Regions from separate parts of the Triticum aestivum genome. Here region 2 is linked to region 1. A link is a contact called in public Hi-C data. All regions are on one chromosome and are shown on one strand. Each heading gives the region's core, a stretch centred on a gene start, on an enhancer-like site or on the middle of the called end of the contact. The rest is flanking DNA. Distances are from core to core; before and after follow the strand shown. Region 1 holds the start of LOC123136558 (bidirectional sugar transporter SWEET2a). Region 2 holds the start of LOC123136559.

The links. Hi-C and Micro-C count contacts between places; a contact is called where the count stands out from the background.
Region 2: a Hi-C map of leaf shows a contact between it and region 1, with 6 times the contacts expected there. The contact joins the promoter of LOC123136559 here to the promoter of LOC123136558 in region 1. A contact is called at or near these places in 2 of 5 Hi-C or Micro-C datasets (both in leaf).

What each region holds. Positions count from the first base shown.
Region 1 is chr6B:200,034,538-200,038,550 of IWGSC CS RefSeq v2.1, reverse strand. LOC123136558 (bidirectional sugar transporter SWEET2a) reads right to left here and starts at 1,963. Exons shown (of 7, transcript XM_044555963.1): 1 at 1,661-1,963; 2 at 1,508-1,544; 3 at 1,189-1,405; 4 at 947-1,105; 5 at 641-760; 6 at 406-539. The coding sequence starts at 1,730. The coding sequence ends at 423.
Region 2 is chr6B:200,567,128-200,570,818 of IWGSC CS RefSeq v2.1, reverse strand. It overlaps LOC123136559, which reads left to right and starts at 1,772. Exons shown (of 1, transcript XM_044555964.1): 1 at 1,772-3,691. The coding sequence starts at 1,916. LOC123136560 (autophagy-related protein 11) reads left to right here. Exons shown (of 5, transcript XM_044555965.1): 5 at 273-884. The coding sequence ends at 635.

The DNA.
Region 1 (4,013 bases), core at 714-3,213:
TTGCAAGACACCATTTCTTACAACAAACATATATTGCTTCGCAAGTTTTCTTACTCTTGGATTATATTAAAATAGAACTTGTTAGAGATCTTCACTCTTGAACTTGGCAAACATTACAAGTCTTGCTTACCTGTACAGACAACTACTCTATTGTTGTTCTTGCTTTCAGATAAAGGGAACAGATATTATGGCAGGTGGCAACAGAGCTGGAGCTATTATCCATCCACCATAGGCCCTCCATGTTTGTTTAACGAATGTGACACACAATTCAAACGAGACACCAAAGTTTGCACAAACCATTGAAATGGCGCTTTAAACGTGTGATGGAGAGGCAAACCATGATCAGGAAACTCAACGAGAAATGGGAAAGCCGCATATAACAGTAAATAGCTTTTCAAACTCAACCTTCTTGTCTTGCATGCTCATGTATGTGTGACTAGTAATGGCCGTCTGGCTTCGTCTCTCGATCCCTTTCTACTGTAGTAGGCATATAACAACAACTGTATGACACCTAGGACTGTGCCGATGCCATTGGGAACCTGTAATTGGCAAACGAACAAGAAAGAAGGGCCAAACAGACATGATGTTAGGCAACCCTCCAAGCAAAATCCCTGATCAGCAATAGAAAACTATATCTTACGTATATGAAGAAGTCATCCAGAAGCACCCCGTATGCGAAAAACGACATGCTCATCAGGGACATCGATAGCGACAAATAAAAGGGCATGTACTCCACACTCTTGGTCCTGATCACCAAATTCTGTCAAACACAAGAGGAAAGTTCATTTACAGGACTATACATTTCAGATAACAAACATGGTCAGATGAGATCAACAACGCCAAACCCATCAAACCTATGAAGGACCAATTATACACCAGAAGATGTGGCTATGGAATACAGGTTTGAGTTAGTTATAAAGCAGGAAATAAATATTTCAGGACTCACAATGATGGACAGAGGGGATGCGAACATGAATATGAGGGACGCCACGCTGAGATAGCCGACGAATGTTCGCCGAGGCTTGTGATCAAACAGCGCCATACTGACATACACAATCAGGCCGAACACACAGAACACCCCTGCCAGCAGCACGGACACCTTGAGCTGCAGCAAGAAAGTAACCACATCAGTCAAACTTATAGATGCAGGCAAGGCAGCGAAGGACAAGCGGTGGGTAGGGTGCCCACCCTTTTCTTGGCGTCGGCGTAGGCGATGAAGACGGCGGTGTAGGCAAGCTGGAAGGCGGCGCCGATGGTGTTGACGGTGGCGACCAGGACGACGCCGTAGGAGACGAAGGGGAGGGCGTACCACATGCAGACGAGGCAGTTGAGGAGCGAGTAGATGTAGGGCGTGGCCGAGAACTGCTCCGTCGACCCATTCCGGACGATCCTCCTGAATGTTGGGCTGAGATCGGCAGAGATCGATCAGATCAGCAGCAGCGTCTTGAAGCAATTCGAGCCGAGCCAAGAAGAAATCGGGTTGAAATGTAAACGGGGGCGGACTTACAGCGGGGAGATGAAGAGCACAAAGGCAAAGATGTTCCCTGGAAGAAGATCAAGAGAAGACGGCGGTCAAGAACTGGCCGGACCGAATCTGGCCGCCTGCTCCACGACGGCAGAGCCTAAGAAGCAGAGCAAAGGGAATGGCGGTGGTGCTGACCTGCGATTCCTGCCCCGTAGCAGCAGAGGTCGTGGTAGGAGGAGGGTCCGGGCAAGCCCAGGGAAGCCATCAATGCAAGGAAGAGAGAGGATCCCGATCCCAGCTGCTCCCGGCCCCCTCCGATCCCCGCTCGCTCCTCCGGCAGATGATTCTTTTTTCTTTTCTTTTTTTGACGTGTCCAGCAGACGCTTGAGCGTGGGTTCTTTCTTTTCAGAGCAAGAGCAGGAACAGCAGGGGACAAAGAGCTGGCCCGCTTCCTCCTCCTCCTCTTCCTCCTTCTCCTCCTCTTATCACGGCTCCACCCCTACAATCAAATCAAAAAAAGGCACGTGGAATGGAAGGTGGATATCCTGGGATCTTATTCCTTGAAAAAAGTCGGTCGGGGATGTTGATGGCCGGCCCGGTCTGATCCATTGCCATGGCACGCACGACGCTGTACACGGGCGGCGCGGCCTCACCCGACACGCCACGCGCACGTGGACACCGTGGACCTCGACGCGGCGACCACGGCAGCACAGCTACTGTTTATTGTTTTTCAGATAGCTCACCACTCGTGCCAAATTCTTTTGCGGGAGGAAGAGGCCCTCTTTTCTCTAACTAGCCAAATACCCGTCGTGCATTGCTATGGAATGAAATAACATGTGAAGAGTGATGGCGTGCGACCGGTTGTCCTTGGCCGTGGTGATGCCGACTATGTTGTGACAACGTTGATGACTAATTATTCAGGATACATGTAAAACGGTAACTTATGGTTTGTTTCGAAGCAAATCTCTGCCATTAAAGAAATATGGTTGGCAAAAAATTCCTACTACTACTAATTATTTAGAGGCATAATTAACTGCTTGGTTAATTTATGGGTGACCAGCTAAGCATGATCCCATCAAGTGGTCAGCTTGGTAAGCTATCAACAAAAATATTGTAACCAGCTAAGCATGATCCCACATATTTCCTTTTCTTTTGTCTTTTTTGAAACAAGCAGATTTCCAATGTTTCATTGCATTGCCTTATAGTGATTGAGGTCCACGGCCAGACTTTGTGATTCTAATTTTTAATGGGCGAGTACTATGCACGGGCGCGCCGCCCCCGCGCCGTTGGATGCGTTCGATCGGAGCAATTTTTTTTGTCTCCCATTCGCCTCTTATCTCTCCTCCCGCGCAGGGGTCCTGCAGAGAGCCGCCGCCCCAGCTCGTCGGATCCTGGGCGCCGCTGCCCCCGCCTTCCATCTCCCTCCTCGTTTTGACCCCCCCGCAACACCCCGCCGACGACTGGACGAGGCTCGGCCATGGCTGTTTGCAGCTGCTACCGTGGACAGTGGCAGCCCCCATCATCGCCATTGTGGCAAAAAATATCGCTGGTCGTAGCTTTTACGGTTGCTGGTTGCAGCAATCGCGACGCCATCCCCTGTCGTCACCCTAGCTCCACCCCACGGATGTAGCAAAAAAATTCGTCGGTCCCAGCTTCTAGTTTGTTGGTTGCAGCAAACTCTGCATCGCAGTTCGCCGTCGTGGCAGTGCCTCGTGCCAGTTGTAGCAAAACAGTCGGCCCGTTCCAGCATCTGCCGGTGTCGTTGGTAGCAAACAAAATTGCCGGTTGTAGCTCCTCATGTTGCAGGTTCCAGCACTGACGCCAGCAGCTTGTAGCACCCATGGTGGCCGGTTCCAGCATTTGTGATGGCAGGTTGTAGCAGCCATAGTGGCCGGTTCCAGCACCGGTGTTTGCCAATTCCAACACCAGCTGGGACAGATGGTAGCACCAAGTGGTGGGTGTTCCAGCACCCGCGGTGGCCGTTTCTAGCAAACCGCAAGGCTGGTCCCAGCACCTCCATGGCCGGATGTAGCTTTTGCAGGCTCCCCTAGCAAACCTCCCCGTTGACGTCGTTAGCAGCTCGTCCATGCTGCAAAAAAAAACCTTCCTTACGTTCATGGCTTCAACGCCCCTGGACGGCTCGAATTCGGCCATGGCCTTCGCCCTGTAGATGAATCCGGCCATGGAGATTGCAGCAGCAAGGCAACCCCGCACGATGATCTATTTGGGGCGCTCCTTGTCGTGGTTTGCTGCGGAGAGGAGAAAAAAGCATGGCGCAGGAGAAGAAAAAGGGAGATAGTAGCAAGGACAAAGATGAGATGCAGATGGTGAAGAAAGAAGATAAAGAAGGAAAAGTTGTTTCTAGACGCGTAGGGCCCTGACGCGAGGTGAGAGTGCATGCGAGACCGGCCGAGCGTTCGGCCAGTCGACCGTATGTAAATATTTCCCTTTTTAATGCACAATTAAGAATGATTCCCGCCTCTATTTGCGTTTATGAAGACGCCTAATCCACATCATTTCCATCTAACCATTCATGCAAGAAATATAG
Region 2 (3,691 bases), core at 523-3,022, 530 kb before region 1:
AGCTTCTCTAACCATAGGATGTGAATATTTTCGTTGGTAAGATACTCATAAAAAATCAGACAAACCTTGAATTTGGTAAAATAATGAACTACCCAAAAGTAATGACATAACATGACTCGTGAACATGAGTGAGTATTAACAGGCATGCTGTGGATTTGAAATCTATTATAAAGTTGGACCTGATTGAATTTGTTTGCGTTAATCTCTTGTACTGTTAATTTGCGGTAATGAGAAAGTAAGTTGTACCGTGTGTTTCTAAACTGTTTCAACAGGCCAGCAAGGAGAAGATATCGGTTGGCCATTTCGACGTCCATGAGCTTGCGGTGTTTGTCCGGAACCCTGCTGGGCACTACGAGGCAATCAACCGGAGCCGGTCAAACTACTACCTCTCTGAGGAGTCGGTGGCCCTGTTCACGGAGCCCCACCTTCCTCGGCAGCCCGCCTACATAATCGGCCAGATCGTGCACATTGAGCGGCGCGCGGTAAAGCACACTGACCAGAACGAAGCCTCGCCGCGCCCTGGCGCCCATCGGCGGTCTGCGCCGAACAGCAACCCCTACGGCCTGCCGGCAGGCCGCGAGTACTTCGTGGTGACGGTGGCGATGCTGCCTGACACTGCTGCCACTGCTCGTTGAAGCAAGAACGCCTTCCTGATCCTGCCTAGCCATGGCTGCTGAAATGAAGGGAGAAAGAAAACCTCAATTGTAAATATACAGCCACTTGTTTAAAGTTTATTTATGGCTTTGCTCAGTTGCTTCGTCTGCGTTTGCTTGCTGCCTTGTGTACATAATGCTCGGATTCCTCTGTAAATATGACCCGGCCACTGATGTTATTATCATCTTGGTTCGTTCAAGGAGACTGAATAATATAGTGACATTCTTCCACCTTGTTTTCTCCCTGTGTAGTGCTGTTCCCAACACTATTTCCTCTTGAGCAGCTATGCTTTTGCAAACAATTCCTCTTGAACATGTACTAAGAAGCAATTCAAGCGTGCCGGCGCTGGCAAAGATAATCTATTTGCACTGCGACCATTAGTGGGGACGTCCTGAAACAATGGGCATATGAAAAAATGGTTTTCAAACGTGTTTTAAAATGTCAAAAAATTCGAATAAAATTTCACGCATACATCTTTGCAACATGGGTGTGCGGCGCAAAGTTTTTTTTCCAAATCTCTTTTTATTTTGCCTCCGCAAAAAAGATAAGTTTCAGTGCTTCCAAATAGTGTTTCACTACACATTTTTTTGTCTTTTTTTGCACAGCCAAAGAAAAGGTTGTCTCTTCACGAAACTTTTCACGCGCACATAGAATATGAAGATGTATGTGTGATTATTTTTTTCAGATTTTTTGGGTATTTAGAAATGAGTTCCCCAAAGTGGGTTCATATGTCCATGGGTTTATCCATATACTTTTCTTACGACCATCTATATACTGATATTACAATAAGACTTTCTTAATGGAAATTTACTTTGGGTGTATACGCATTCATTGTCTAAATGCCATTTTAGCACCTCGGAGTGGAGCTCACGATAAAAAGGCTCTCTATTAATTCTCGTCTGAACTGCGCCGACGGTCAAACGACTCGTCCCAAAAGAAGTGATGCATACAGTTGGCCGGGCCATGAGTCACGCGGCGACGTGGCCACTACCGAAAAAACAAAACCAAACTCCGCAACGAGGAACACGAGAGGCAAGTTCTAGTCGGTTCATCGATCAAACCGACCTTAACCCCATCCTTGCCTGCCACGGAACCTGCTGCCCGCTGCATATAACTCCACTCGCCACCATCCTCCATTTCCACACAAGCAAAGCCCGCCCGACGAGCCCGACCCCAAGCCCTAAAACCCAATTCCAAGCCCGAGCTCGCAGAAGAGAGAAGGGCCGAGTGAGCGACTACTTGAGAAACTCCGCCGATTCCCATGGCCGCGACCGCCGCCTCCGCCCTGGTCGGCCCGCCGGAGGCCGCGACCGCAGTGGGCGCGGCCGCGCCAACGGGCGACGCGTTCGTGGACCTGCTGGACGCCAGCTTCAACAAGGCGACGGTCGGGGCGGGGAAGGCGCTGACGGAGAACTCCTCGCCGACGTTCGTGTCCTCGGGGGACCCCTGCCTCGACTTCTTCTTCCACGTGGTGCCCGGCACGCCGGCCGCCTCCGTCGCCTCGCTGCTCGCCGCCGCCTGGGCCGCCGACCCGGTCACCGCGCTCCGCCTCGTCGCTAACCTCCGCGGCGTGCGGGGGTCCGGCAAGTCCGACCGCGAGGGCTTCTACGCCGCCGCGCTCTGGCTCCACGCCCGCCACCCGGCCACGCTCGCGCGCAACGCCGCCTCCGTCGCCGCCTTCGGCTACCTCAAGGACCTGCCCGAGCTGCTCCACCGCATCGTGCACGGCGGCAAGTCCACCAGGACCCCCGGCAAGAAGGCCCGCCTCGAAGCCGAGGGCGGAGGATTCGTACGCCGCGGCGGCCGCGGGCGGGGCAGAGGCCGCTGGAGCGGCGGCTCGAGCGGCCTCAAGCTACGCAGCGAGGACCACGCGCCCGCGCCGCCCGACGGCGCGTCGGAGGAGCGCGTCGCGGCCAGCCTGGAGCGTGACCGGGAGCTCGCGGCCGCGGCCGCGGTGTCCCGCCGGGCCAAGAGGGCGGAGGCCGCGGCGAGGGCGTTGGAGATGTACAGCCGCGACTCCACGTACCGGTCCCTGCACGACCGCACGGCCGACCTGTTCGCCGAGCTCCTCGCGGAGGACATGCGCAAGCTGTCTGTCGGCAATGTCAAGGATTTCTCGCTCGCGGCCAAGTGGTGCCCGTCGCTGGACTCGTCCTATGACCGCTCCACCCTCCTCTGCGAGGCCATCGCGCGGCGGCTCTTTCCCAGGGGATCGTCGTCGGAGCTCGGCGACGACCTCCCGGACGCGCACTACGCGTACCGCGCCCGCGAGCGCCTCCGCAGAGCCGCCATCGTGCCGCTCCGCGCGGCACTTAAGCTCCCTGAGGTGTTCATCTCGGCGCGCGCCTGGGAGTCCGTGGTGTACACGCGCGTGGCCTCCGTGGCCATGAAGAACTACAAGGACCTCTTCCTCAAGCACGACGCCGAGCGCTTCAACGCATACCTTGCCGATGTCAAGTCCGGCAAGAAGCGGATCGCCGCGGGCGCGCTGCTCCCACACCAAATCATCGAGTCCCTCGGCGAGGATGGGGACGACGGCGGAGTGGCCGACCTGCAGTGGCAGCGCATGGTTGACGACATGCGCGCCCTCGGCAAGCTCAACAGCTGCGTGGCCGTGTGCGACGTGTCCGGAAGCATGTCCGGCCTGCCCATGGACGTCTGCATCGCGCTTGGCATCCTCGTGTCCGAGCTCACCGACGACCCGTGGCGCGGCCGCGTGATCACCTTCAGCGAGCAACCGAACATCCACATGATCAAGGGCGACACCCTTTCCGAAAAGACTGACTTCGTCCGGAACATGGATTGGGGTATGAACACCGACTTCCAGGCAGTGTTCGACAAGATCCTGGAGGTGGCCGTGGACGCCGGCCTGCCGGCGGAGAAGATGGTGCGGCGGGTGTTCGTGTTCAGCGACATGGAGTTCGACCAGGCGTCGGCGAACCCGTGGGAGACAGACTACGAGGCGATCGTGAGGAAGTTCTCGGAAGCTGGCTACGGCGCCGCCGTGCCGGAGATAGTGTTCTGGAACCTGAGGGAC